2 separate regions of the Mus musculus genome follow, and region 1 is linked to region 2. Evidence: chromatin contacts called from public HiChIP or PLAC-seq data. All regions are on one chromosome and are shown on one strand. The core of a region is the stretch at or near the end of the contact, and the rest is flanking DNA. Distances in the headings are between cores, read along the strand shown.

Region 1 (6,427 bases), core at 2,121-4,620, 1.8 Mb before region 2:
TTTTAACATTTATTTATTTGTAGATTGACAAACTCATTTATTTACTGTGTGTGCATGTGTGGAAGTCAGAGAACAACTTTCAGGAGAGTGACTTACTAAGGAGCCAGTCTTGATCACCGGCCTCTACGTGGGTGGACGCATCCTACATAGAGTAAGACACTGGAGAGTGGTCAAAATTCCATGGGAGGAAGACTCTTCCTCAGCGAACTGACAAAGCTCAGCTCTCATTCCCAGCTCTGGGTCTAAAATGAAGACTGGGTCCAGGCAGAGGATAGTCTGCCACTAGTAGAAAGAAAACCAGCCAGCTTTTGTGATCACTTGCTCAGTAACAAATATGTTTGGGTCTAGGGTGTTCATGAAGGAAGCTGGGAGCCAGCTGGCACAACTCTAAGAGAGATTCACAGGAAAAGGGGAGGACTCCTGCAGCACAGCAGAGCAGCAGCCAGCTTCATCCGCCTGGATCGAGCTCAGCTCTTCCCTCTAGAGTGAGGAAAGGGAGGACTTTCTCTGCTGAAGAATGCATTGTGGAGAATGTCTACTGTTCTCTTTTACTTGATAGCCAACAAAAAAAAATCACTCAGTGTGTAGAGGTAATTACTGGAAGAAAAGAAACAACAGACAACAGACCCAAAAATTATCCAGATGTTGAAGGAACCTGTGTTTCTTCTTGTTTTTGTTTTATTCAGGCTTACCAAGTGTCTTGAACTCAACATGTGGCCCAGCCTGGCCTCAAAGCAAGCCTCTTGTCCTAGCTCCCCAAGAACTGGGATTATAGACATGTGTGACCAGCTTTCCAGAGAGTGATTTTTACAAAACAATCATTAACATGTTTGAAAACAGGAGATTATAGCAAAATAGATGAAAAAGTATCTTTATAATTTTAATAAGTGGAATGCATTAAAAGGAATCAATGGGCATTCCAAGACTGAAAAATACATTATCTACAATTAAGATTTCACTTATTGTATTCAACAGATGGGATGAGATGTAACAAAAAGCAGAATTAGTAAAGTTAGCAATCCACTAAATAAGTCAATGAAAAATATCCAAAATATCATCCAGAAGACAAAAAAGAGGTAGCTGGACAAAAGCTAAAACAGAGGACAAGGGTAGAATTTTATTATATTCATGATTGGATTCCTATAATAGAAAAGAATTGGGTAAAAATAACAATAGATTTAAGTAATTGGTTCCAAAACCAATGAAAATTAAATATCAATCAGCAGATTCAATAAGCTTAGTAGATCAGGCAAGTGTTGTGGTTTTGGTTTGGTTTGGTTTGGTGTTGAGGTTTTATTTTGCTTATTTTTTGGTTGTGTTTTTTATTTTTGAGTCTTACCATCCCTATGCCTGGGCTCAAGCAAGCTTCAGCCTCAGTCTCCCTGGCAAGTAAGAGTTTACAAACCATTACAAACCACTGGCATGGGTAGGCTTTGGTTTGGGTTTTTCCTTTATCAGAGTGTACACAGGTTTGTAGGGAAACAGTGTTGTGGATGGACAACTAGGTTTACTTAGAACACACAGGCAATGTTCAGAAGAGGTCAAACATGCATAGATAACTGCAACAAGTACAAAGTACAGAGAGACCTGGCAGAATAGAAGTCACCTTAATGGTCTGAGGGAAAGTGAATGAGTGTGCCCAAAACCTGTCTTGCCCCTGCTGTTAATGTGTGAGCAGAGGTGACTGAAGGGATCATCTGGATAAAATCACGGGGAAAAGCCATCCTAAAAGGAAGTGTTGTGCCCAATTGCCCTGGAGGTTGAATGGCACTCTTCTCTCTCCCTTAGAACTCCCTCATTCGCCCCATTTCAGAACTCCCGCTGTATCACCACATAACATACACCGCGTAACATAACATACAGATAAATGGGAGTCACCAGTGATTTCTCAGCTCCCTGCCCCCAGGAGTACAAAACCTGGTTTTCAATACCATACTGTCCTCCCGAGGCAGGGCAGAATGAGGGGACTGGAGGGGACTGGAGGGGACTGGAGGCGGAGGTAGAGGAGGAAACCCTGCTCCTTCAGAACTGATCTACTTTCACTGCTCAGAAAGGACTTTAAGTCTGCGGGTAAGAACCTAATGGACTTCAACTGTGCTCACTTGAGGCTGGGTGCTGTATCTCCAGACACTTCAACCAAGGATGTCGAGGCCAGTAATTAGGCTCTGCTTACATAAGGTCAAAATGACACATTATCTTGAATTCCTGGCCTCCCCACTCCCAGAACTAAATGAAGCTGTTCATAAATGCACTATATGTTAGTTACTGAGAGAAAAAGAAACTTCGGTTTTTAATCTAACTTTGTTACAGACTATACTCTTTGGGTGATGTTAATAAAAGGGGAATGTTTATCCTTCTGGGACTCTGGGGTGGTACCCAAGGAGGGTTTTCCCTTCTCCTCTGATAGGGGGAAGGGGGTAGTGGGGGAGGGGCTTGTAAGGGACTGGGAGGGGAGGAGAGGGGTGGGCTGCAATCGGGAAGTAAGTGAATAAAGAAATTAAGAAAGAAAAAGAAAAGGGGTAGTAGTTTCTTGGCAACATTTAGAAATGTAACCTTGAAAGTCACAAGAAAAAATACTGATGTCAGCATTGTGAAGACAACACTTAAGGTCGACTCTCCCTTCAGAAGCCCGCAATTGTCTGACCAGGTGTGTTCTACTCTCTCTACTGGAGCACCTTTGTTCCTGCGTTTAATGAAGCCAGCTTTGCTTCATACAAGTTGGCCCCGAAATTCATTTCTTTGTTGAAACCAAGACCTCAGGTTTTGCTTGGTGGCGATCTCTAAAAAGGTGTGTTGTGAAGCTGTGTGTAGAGGCAGGTGACTCTTCTTCCCTCCTGCTAACAACGAGGCGGGGCGAAGCCTACACCCAGAACCCCTCAAGTCTTTTGTCTTCAAGTGGCTCACCACTCACTTCTTGCTCAAGACGCTCTTCCATAATAGAATTTAGTAGTTGACACTTGGAGATTCCAACCCAGGCCCTGTGCTCTTTGCGCCCCCTGCAGATTGTCACTTTCCCCCGTCCCCTTCCTTTGTCATCCCCACCTGGGCTTGGTTTTAGCCACCGGCACCCTTCGGTCTTCTCTAACCTACCCTTCTCTCTCTAGTTACCCTAAATTGACTTCAAGCTTCCCCATCCTGCTCCTTCTTAGCTCCAGTTCCGGGAATCTCCTTGCCTCTCCCAGTTTTTCCCCGCGCCCACTGTGTGAGAGGCTATGTGGCTGCAGTACCTCACAGATTTGAGGAATGTACTTGTCCCTGAAGTAGCTCCTTAGCCTGGGGGTGGCACTGCGTAGTGAAGCCATGGTCAGAAGCAGGACTCAGAATGCGTTTCATAGGTTACTGCTGTTCACGTTGAGGAGGAGAGACGCGCCGGAGCGTTGCCTAGCAACCACAAAGGAGGTGCCAAATAGTCCAAGCCTTTCGCGAGATGAAGAAAGAACCTAGCAGGGAGGGGGCGGGGCAACTGGGGCGGGGCGGGGCGATTGCAGAGGGGCGGGGCAGAGAGGGGCGGGGCGAGTGCAGAGAGGCGGGGCAGAGCGGGGAGGGGCGGGGCAGGACAGTACAGGCCGGGGCCGGGTAAAATGAGAGGGCTGGACGGGAGAGTGAGTGTTGGGGCGGAGCTAGGGTCTGTGTTCAACGCGCCGCAGTCCCGGTCTTGGTCCAGGAAAAAGCTGCTTGCACTAGGGGCATCCCGCCTGCCTGGTGAAAGGAACCGCAGCACACAGGGTGGGAGGGCTTCCGATTTTAGCAGGGCGGCTTCCGGAAGGCGGAGCTCCAACCCCATTTCCTTTCTCTGGGCTGGTTCTGGCCCAGCTGCACCTGCGTGTGGCCCTGGCTCCTCGGCTCCCTGCAGCTCCGAGGCAGCAGCATGGGTGGCGCGCGGGACGTGGGCTGGGTGGCAGCAGGGCTGGTCCTGGGCGCCGGCGCCTGCTACTGTATCTACCGGCTGACTCGGGGACCGCGGCGAGGCGGTCGCCGACTGCGCCCTTCGCGATCCGCAGGTGAGGCGATGGGCTGCCCGGCAGGTGGACTGGTTCGGGGCTCCGGACCCACCTCAGGCCAGGCTGGGTTGGAGGTGCCCTAGACACCCGCGACTGCATGGGGAGAAAGGCTGGAGGTAGACAGACGACTCTGGAAGCCCAGGTTGCCTTGGGTGGGTCCTGAGCCGCTTCCCTGCTCCCACTTCTTTGTTTAAAATAAGAGCTGAAAACATTGCCCGAAGTGTCCTGTTACTTCCCTTCGGCTTCACAGCCAAGAGCTGAGGTTTCTCCGAGCCAAGTAGATTGCCTCTCATTTTAAAGTTTTACCTGAGCTTTTGTGTTGTTATCAAAGAGATGCCCCTTACTGTGAGAAGGTTCTCAGGGGCCTCAAGCCTGGGTTGAAACTTTGCTCGTGCTATGTGAAGAATGGATCCCTGAGATGCAATTCTGCCAGCACTTTGTGGCACCTGTCCTGGGAAGTACCTTTAAGTCATCCGTAGCGTCCCTGCAACCGGGGTGTGTGTGTTGGGAATAAGAACCACAACCAACAGGAGACACACCCTTCTAAAAGGATGGCTTAAGTCGTGAAAACTGTTGGAAAAACTATTTGAAATAAAACCTGCCAACCAATACCTGCTTGCCTCAAAGGTAGAGAAATATATTTGTTTTTAAACTGAGGTTGGTGGGAGCTAATTGCCCTTCCCTAGAACAAAAATAAGGCACCTTTAAAGGCAGGTAGAAAACACATCTTTGGGTTGTACAACTAGCATTTACTTTTCAAAATTTGCACTTACTAGAAGGGACCAGGAACAACCATGGATTTATATTCCAGCCTTCCATTTCCTCCAGGAAATGCTGTAAGAAAGGGGAGTGCACAGAACCTTCCCCTTTGGTCACAGAGGAAAGCAGTTTTTGAAAATGAGCATTTGCCCTTACAAAGCCTGATTTGTAGGGTGCTTGTTTGTGTGTGGGTTTTTTGTGGTTTTGTTTGTTTTTTCTCTCTGTCAAATATTTCTATACAAGAATACTTTGGTGGGTTTTTGTTGTTGTTGTTGTTGGTGGTGGTGGTGGTCTTTTGTTTTGCTTTTTTAAGGCAGAAGATCTGATGTGTCCCTGGCCTGGAACTCACTGCATAGCAGAAAATTTGAACTTCTGATTCTCCTGTCTCCATCTCCGGGGTTGCTGGGTCTGACAGCATCCACCACTACACTTTGGTACTGAAAAGAAAACCAGGGTCAGACAGCTTTAAAAATCGATTGCCCACAGCCCCTTCCCAACGTTCTACCCTTGCATTTGAGAGAAATCTATTTCTTCTTCTCCTTAAACTGTTGAGAAGTGTGTAATTCCTCCTGTGAAGTTTGTTGGTCCAGGAGAGGAAGGTGTTGCCTAGCTCTAATCCCAGCCCGAGTCCACTGAGGTAGGATGATCACGAAATAGTGCCAGTCTAGGCTAACCTGCCTCCAAAAACAAGTGTATTCCCCAAACAAAGACTCTCTGAGGCCATTGAAAAAGATGGAAACAGTATCAAATAACTCAACTTGATGTAAGACCCTGACTTATATAATATAAACTCATTCAATCATTACTAATGAAAATCTATCAGGGAAATAAGATACAGAGCCCAGATGGACACATATGGAGAATTGATAGAATTATATGTTGTTTATTGTATTAATATATTTTTTAAAACTACATGCTATTGTATAAAAGTTATTAAAATAGTATTTCTGACAACTTGTAACAGTAAGAATAGAAGGAATGGGGCTGGAGAGATGACTCAGAGGTTAAGAGCACTGACTGCTCTTCCAGAGGTCCTGAGTTCAAATCCCAGCCACCACATGGTGGCTCATAACCATCTGTAATGGGATCCGTTGCCCTCTTGTGGTGTGTCTGAAGGCAGTGTACTCGTGTGTGTGTGTGTGTGTGTGTGTGTGTGTGTGTCCCCACTGGGAGGGGGACATCTAAAGTGCTTAAAACAATGAACAATGCCAGGCAGCCATCTACAGAGCCTCTGACATTTGACTTAATATTTCTTTTCTTTATTCTTTCAGACTCTGGCCAAAAGAAAAGTGTAAGCAGGCGTTCCCACACACTGCACCTCCCTGGTCCTCAGTAGCGCCTCCCCTCCCACGGGCCAGCCTCCATGGCTGACACCACTTGCATTTTTAAAGCCATGACCTTCCTTCTTCCTCTTCTCCCATCTCCCTCTTCCTAGCAGATGCCAAGATTTGTAGCTTGCCTGTCCTGTGGTTTTTCTCTTAACACATGAAAATTGTCCATGACCTTTAAAAAGCCAAACAACTGTGCCCAGTATCAGAGTATATGTTTGAACATTTCACACATTAACAATAAAACACATTACTGGTGAGTTTCAATGAATTCTAAATGGCTTCCTTCTTATGCAGAAGACCTAACCGATGGCTCCTATGACGATATCTTAAATGCAG
Region 2 (6,233 bases), core at 588-3,087:
AAAATATATTTTATTATTCTCCACTGTCACACATTTTCACTGAACATTTAAGGTCACAAATAGACAGGCAAGGTGATCCAGCACCCTGACAGCTGCAGGGCACTAACACCTTAGTAAGTGCACACAAATACATACTGAGGTTTTTTTTTTTTAAAGCAAAATTAGGATTATCTTGTAAATATCACTTCAAGGCCTACGATAGCCATCTTTCCACATCAGCATTTTTAAATGATTGTCCGTGCAGCGTTGCCAGGCGAGTAGTACTGAGCCACAACTCTCCTCGCCTGTTTCATTTTGGTTTGTATTTTTACTGTTAACATAGCTTACATAAATAGTACATCTTAAGTCTGTACTAGATTGACCTTTCTATTATTTGCAAGTATACTCTACTGTGTGGCTTCCTCCCCATCAACAAGGCTTTAAACAAGAGGGCTCTTCTAATCCCAATCAGACTGTATTTACACTTTACAGTTCATATGCAGTTTCCCATTAAATGTTCTAATGTACAAAGAACTTCTGGTTCAACTGGTGTGGGGATCTGACATTTTTACCTCTCTGTGTGAATTGTGGATGCTGGCTGTGTCATTCAGTCGTGGGTTTGGTGTCCTGCAGAGATTTGTAGACAGCAAGTGTAAAGAAATCAAACCCCCAGCCTGAAACAGGGATGGTCCAACTGTTCCCTGTATATTCCAACCTGGTGGGTCCGCGGTAAAGCACAAGTTTGGGGTTATTTTTTGTGTAATAATCTTTTACTGTTTAAATCTTCATCGCTGCCTCCTAAGTTATCCCAAACACATTATTACATCGTTAGTGCACCTAAAACAGCAAAACAACAACAAACCCCAAGCGACTTCACTCCTGCTTTTGTCCCCTAATCTATACCCAGTTCTAAACCACCTAGCCAAACAGTGAAGCCGCGCCCTAAAAATAAACGGGCACATGTGTGAAAACTTCTAACACCTAGAAACCTACAATGTACTTAAACTCAGCCTGATTTTTCCCTGTAAACTAAAATCATGGTAGGACTACCCAACTTGGCCTTGTCCATCACCCTACAGCATATTTATTCAGTATGGACCTGCAAAAAAGGAAGCCACACAAAAAAGAAGCATCCCTTAGAAACCAGAAGCCAGTAAAGTCTGCTTTGGAGGGATCAGTTATACTGAAGAGCTGTCAAAATACACACTCATGTGCTACAGCATGCTTCTCCATACCTTCATGTTTTAGGTGGTGATACCCAGCAAAGTTAATCATCCCCCCGCCCCCGCAACTCCCCCACCCACCATTCCCTTCTTTCTCTGTTAGTTACTACTGCATATCTGGTATACATTATCTCATTTAATCCATCAATCTAATTTAAGTGAGAAAAGGCTGGACTAAAGAGATTATATTTCAACAAGGACACTGCTCTACTTCCCCAAACTGAGCATCATGAAACTAACCAGGCATGATGTAATTCTGTAACCCAAGTCCTCAAAAAGATCGGGCCAAATGCAAGACCGCTTCAAAAACAAAAGCAAAAAAATTGTTATTTCCACTGGGCGCAGACTAACCACCATCAGCATTTCCGGAAGATGGCGGCTGCACTGGGCTCAAAATGTGAGCTGGAAGCTCAGACGACCGAGTTAAGCAGGAAGCTGCACTACGGTGCTTTACAGCGAGGATTAAAGAAGGGATAAGCTCGGCCGCTGTATGTAGCCTCGTCGCTCTGCTCCGTGAAGGTCCCAGGAAAACGCCGCCCGGCTCGAGCGCCGCGCACCCGGCCAGCCTGCAGGCGCAGCTCCCGCAGCTGCTCTCCCGAGCGGAAGGGCAGCCGCCGTGACGCAGACAGCGCCGGGGAAACGCCCTGCTCTGTGGTACAAGCACTCGCTCTGTCACTGTGGGACTCAAGGCTTGAGGTCTAGAGCACAAGCCCACGCTATGCTTCGCCAAGAGGTGTTTTTCCTCTGGTGTAAAATTTGGCAGCCACAACGGGGTAGCTTGGTTTTATCCATGGTTAGGACACGCCGGCTATAGGTATTATACGGTAAAAGCCCGATTACTACAAAAGGTCAAAACTAAGCTACTGAACCACTCGTCAATCAAACCGGGCTTAAGAGAATGGATCCTCAGTACTTCTCACTAAAGAAAAATCCTTTCCTACAGCTTTTCACTCAGGCCACTTTTACTGGACTAATTTCTAATGTCAGTTAGGGAAAGGATCACTCCAGTTGAAAGCTACAAGAACATTAAACGCTAGAATAGCTAGCTGCGCGTTACAGGCATGGTGATGTATGCCTGTAACCTGAGCTAGAAACAGGAAAAAAAAAAAGGCGTTGATCTTTTGACTACCAAGTGATTTCGAGGCCAGCCTGAATTACACGAACCACGCCTCGCCTTTAAAAAATAAAATTATTTAGTCCCATTAGGGCACCATTATGTCTAAGCTTCATTATTTGTCAGCCTTCTCTTAGAATCTGAACACCTTGCACAGGATTTCTAAGCAGGAGTGTCCATGGAGAATTTAACAGGATCTGTGCACTATGCTACTCTACGCACATTAACAGCATTCCGAGAAGGGATCCGCCTTTCAGAAGCATTAATTAGGATGGATTTCTGGTTCCGAATTCCTGCAGTGTATTGTGCCAAGCCTGTAACTCTAGAGGCAGTGTTGAGTTGGTGGTCAGTCAGTCTGAGTCACCTGAGACCTCGTTTAAACTCTTGCCCACCCTCGTCCTCGAAAAGCAACCCACATTAAGGTCATGTGGACCATGGAGTCAATCTTATAAAAAACCTTCTCAACCTATGTAAAAGCTAAGTCTCCAACTCCTCATACTTCCTGAGAGCCGGGGCTGCAGTGATTTCCCACTATGCCTAGATTTTCTATTAGGACTATTTTTCAATTGTGGCTGGGTTCACAGACTTCTACCCTAACTTTTGCTGGGGATTGAGCCCAGTGCTTTCCCAGAGCTACGCCTCACTCAGCCCCTAACCCCTCCCCTTCCCTCAGTACTAAGAATCAAACGTGCTGGAACTGACGAAGACTACATTTCAACTCAAGGCAGGTGATCTCCTATGTTTGAGGCCAGTCTAGTCTATAAAGCAAGTTCCAGGCCAGCCACTGAGAACTTGTCCTCTAAACAAGACAAACCCATGACCTGAAGCATACTAAACAAGTGCTCTACCATCAAGCTATGACCAAAGCCCTATATAATCTAAAAGCCCCAGTAACTGACCACTTATGGAGCACATCTGCTAATATTGAGCTGACTAGATAGGCACTTTCTCTAAATCTGTTAAATCATTTGTTGCAGCGAATCCCCTCTCGATAGAATCTTCAGAAGTGTACAAGTCTCCGTACAGTGAGTTTAAAGTGTGCAGTTTTTCCGTTCTCAGGAAGGGGACTATTAAATCTCAGCTGTGATGTGGCTGTGTGTAGCTGCTCATCCCAGCACTGTCAATACACAGCTCTCTAAAGCCAGTGACTGTTCAAAGCTGCTCCTCTTTATCAGTTTGTATCATGCACTGGGCTATTGTAATTGGGGTCTTTTCATAGGGAAATCTGTATTGCAAGTGCTTAGAGATGCAGCTTAAAATTCAAATTTTACTTTGGATAATACTGACTTGATGCTTAGGTTGAGGTAATTTGCTAAAATCGGGGTGGGGGGGGTGAGGAAAAAGGCAGGCATTTCAGGATAAAGGACTGGAATAAAAGTGTGTGACTATGTACTGTCATGTCAGTAAAACTAGCTGGCTACATCTAGTAGTATAATCTCCAAACATAACAGCAATACTTTCATATATGGCAGTGTCACTCTGTGACATCTACTAGGCCTGAAACCACATGGTGGAACAGATCATATTTGCTGCTTCTGAGTACTTATAAAATTACACTTGCTAAATTTGTACACTGCCTTCCATTGCTAAAATGTTCTCCCTAAGACAGGCTCTTTAATCACCCTTTCCTCCCTCCTCTCTCACGCAGCCATCTTTGGAGACAACTGTACAGAGGCAACACAGACTGTGTAGGGGGGTGTACTTATTTCCCAGGCCTTTGAAAAAGCAAGCACTTTTAACTACTAAGCTATTCTCCACTCCTATTTTTACAACTTAAACAAAGCATCAGCCCCTTTTATGAAACAATCAGTAAAAACAAAACAACCCAACACACTGCTCTTTCTATAATCAGGCAGAAAACCTTTGCCAGCTCCACCCCTAACTTTTCTTACTGTTAGTCCTGACTGACCTGGAATTCACTATATAGACCACTTGGGCCTTCAATTTGGATCCACCCGTCTCTGCCTCCGGAGTGCTGGGATTAATACAGCCCATCTGGCTGACATAATAATCTTTGTTTTTAAAACTTCCATCATTGTCAAAGGACGATGCTTGTGGGATATGCATTTATGATTAATTTTTAAGTCTAACATAGCTTTTGATACTTTATAAAACGCTTATGTCACAGGGTCCATAATGTTATAGGAAATCTTTACTGTGCCTAACTTTATTAGTAACCTGTCAAGTAATGAAATATTCATGGTGATTAGTGATGGTAGTGCATTAAACTCTAACTTTGTAGTCTTATTTTAACTTGCATTTTTTCTTAAAAAAAAGATATTGGCAATACCCTAGGGAATGTTGTATCATCAACTGTCTAGGTATGAGGTTATACTATAGACACACATACTAAAGTAACATGTATGTATTCTTTAGTCACTATGATGGCATATCTTTTCTTTACCTTTCTTCCTTTATGTCAGCAAGATATGGGCCCATATTGATAATATAGTTTAGACTTACTGGGTTGCTTGGGTTTGTTTTCAGAGACAGTCTTACGTAGTCCAAGTTGGCCTCGAACTCCTGATCCTCCTGCCTGCAGTCTCTCATGTACTTGGTTACCTCAGGTTACCTCACCTGATAAAACCTACTTTTGTGTGATGCTAGGACCTGAACCCAGGGTATCACACAGGATAGGCAATGGTATAATCACTAAGCAATAACCTTTATGATGGTATGTAATTCCATCTAGTGTCTGGGACATCATATATATAAAACCATTGATATATGTGTATACCTATCCATATCACCCATCCATTAACCAATTCTGAACATTTGTATTCTCCCTGTTTTCTTATATATACTAACAGATCCCTTTATAACAGAGTTAGCAGGGGACATTTTTTAGTTGTAGAAATCTTAAGTCCAAATAATTTAATCATTCATTTAAAAATATTCACTCTTTTTCCTTATTTCCTACATGGAAAATATTATGTGTAAGAGACCAGTCTTAGATATATTTATCATCCCACCCATACTTTTTAAAAAAAATCCACAAAAACTATTCAACTCGTAGTGTGACTTACTGCAGTTCCCTTATTCTTAGTCCACCCATGCACACGTGAATGATTATTGGACCTTAGTAGGTACTGGCTGGCGATTTAATTGAACTTGGTCTTCACCACAAAGCTTTCTGGCATCTTAAATTATCTCTGAGTTCTTATGAATGGCTAATTACTACAAGTACTAAAACTTACTAGCACTGTGCCCTAGGAGAAGAGGAATTCAGCAAAAACAAACCCCAAACAAAATAAAACCAAAATACTTAACTTTATTGCAAAATGAGCACAAAAATCACATGCATGACAAAAGAATCCATATAACATTTTATTCCAAATAAAATGTCTAAAGCTTAGCATTATAATCCCAGTAGCTAATATAAATCACTACTTAAGAAACATTCCTAAAGAATTAAAAGTTAAAACAAAAAAGTTAACATTAAGTTTTCTAAACACCTTTCTCTACTTTAGCTGGGTTTCTTTTCTCTCTCTCTCTCTCTCTCTCTCTCTCTCTCTCTCTCTCTCTCTCTCTCTCTCTCTCTTTCTTTCTTTCTTTCTTTTTTTGAGACAGGGTTTCTCTGTATAGCCCTGGGGCTGTCCTGGAACTCACTTTGTAGACCAGGCTGGCCTCACTTTGTAGAAATCCGCCTGCCTCTGCCTCCAGAGTGCTGGGACTAAAGGCGTGCGCCACCACGCCCGGCTTAGCTGGTTTTCTGTAAAGTATACATGAAGGGAACCGCACATCTAAAACTCTAAGGGTCACCGGCTACGTGGCTCATCACTTCCTCAGTTTGTTCTTGTTGGGAGGCAGAATCAATCTAGGAGACTGTTTAAATTCAATCAAGGGGCCTAGAGAGAAAGAAGAAGCTGATCAAAATAACTGTTTTATTTAAATAGCATCTTAATACTAAAAGAGGA

What was found. HiChIP or PLAC-seq counts read pairs in DNA pulled down with a chosen protein or histone mark.
Region 1: a contact with region 2 is called in an H3K4me3 HiChIP or PLAC-seq map of embryonic forebrain, with 11 times the contacts expected there. The contact joins the promoter of Fbxl13 here to the enhancer-like site in region 2. A contact is called at or near these places in 3 of 39 promoter capture datasets (cranial neural crest, hippocampal neurons and second pharyngeal arch cranial neural crest) and 4 of 115 datasets of contacts at active chromatin or transcription factors (astrocytes, cardiomyocytes, embryonic forebrain and 1 more).

What each region holds. Positions count from the first base shown.
Region 1 is chr5:21,642,235-21,648,661 of GRCm38.p6, forward strand. It overlaps Fbxl13 (F-box and leucine-rich repeat protein 13), which reads right to left and starts at 3,371. Exons shown (of 21, transcript NM_001199632.1): 1 at 3,228-3,371. The coding sequence starts at 3,302. Armc10 (armadillo repeat containing 10) reads left to right here and starts at 3,772. Exons shown (of 6, transcript NM_026034.5): 1 at 3,772-4,001; 2 at 6,386-6,427. The coding sequence starts at 3,869.
Region 2 is chr5:23,416,739-23,422,971 of GRCm38.p6, forward strand. All of the region lies in intron 1 of 5031425E22Rik (RIKEN cDNA 5031425E22 gene), which reads right to left. Among named protein-coding and RNA genes, the nearest start is that of 5031425E22Rik, 13 kb to the right of the region's middle. Within about 2 kb of position 1,838, at least 443 of the 459 cell types and tissues checked have an H3K27ac peak or open chromatin away from gene starts, as enhancers often do. A contact at or near this core is called in astrocytes, cardiomyocytes, embryonic forebrain and 2 more, where this site is marked.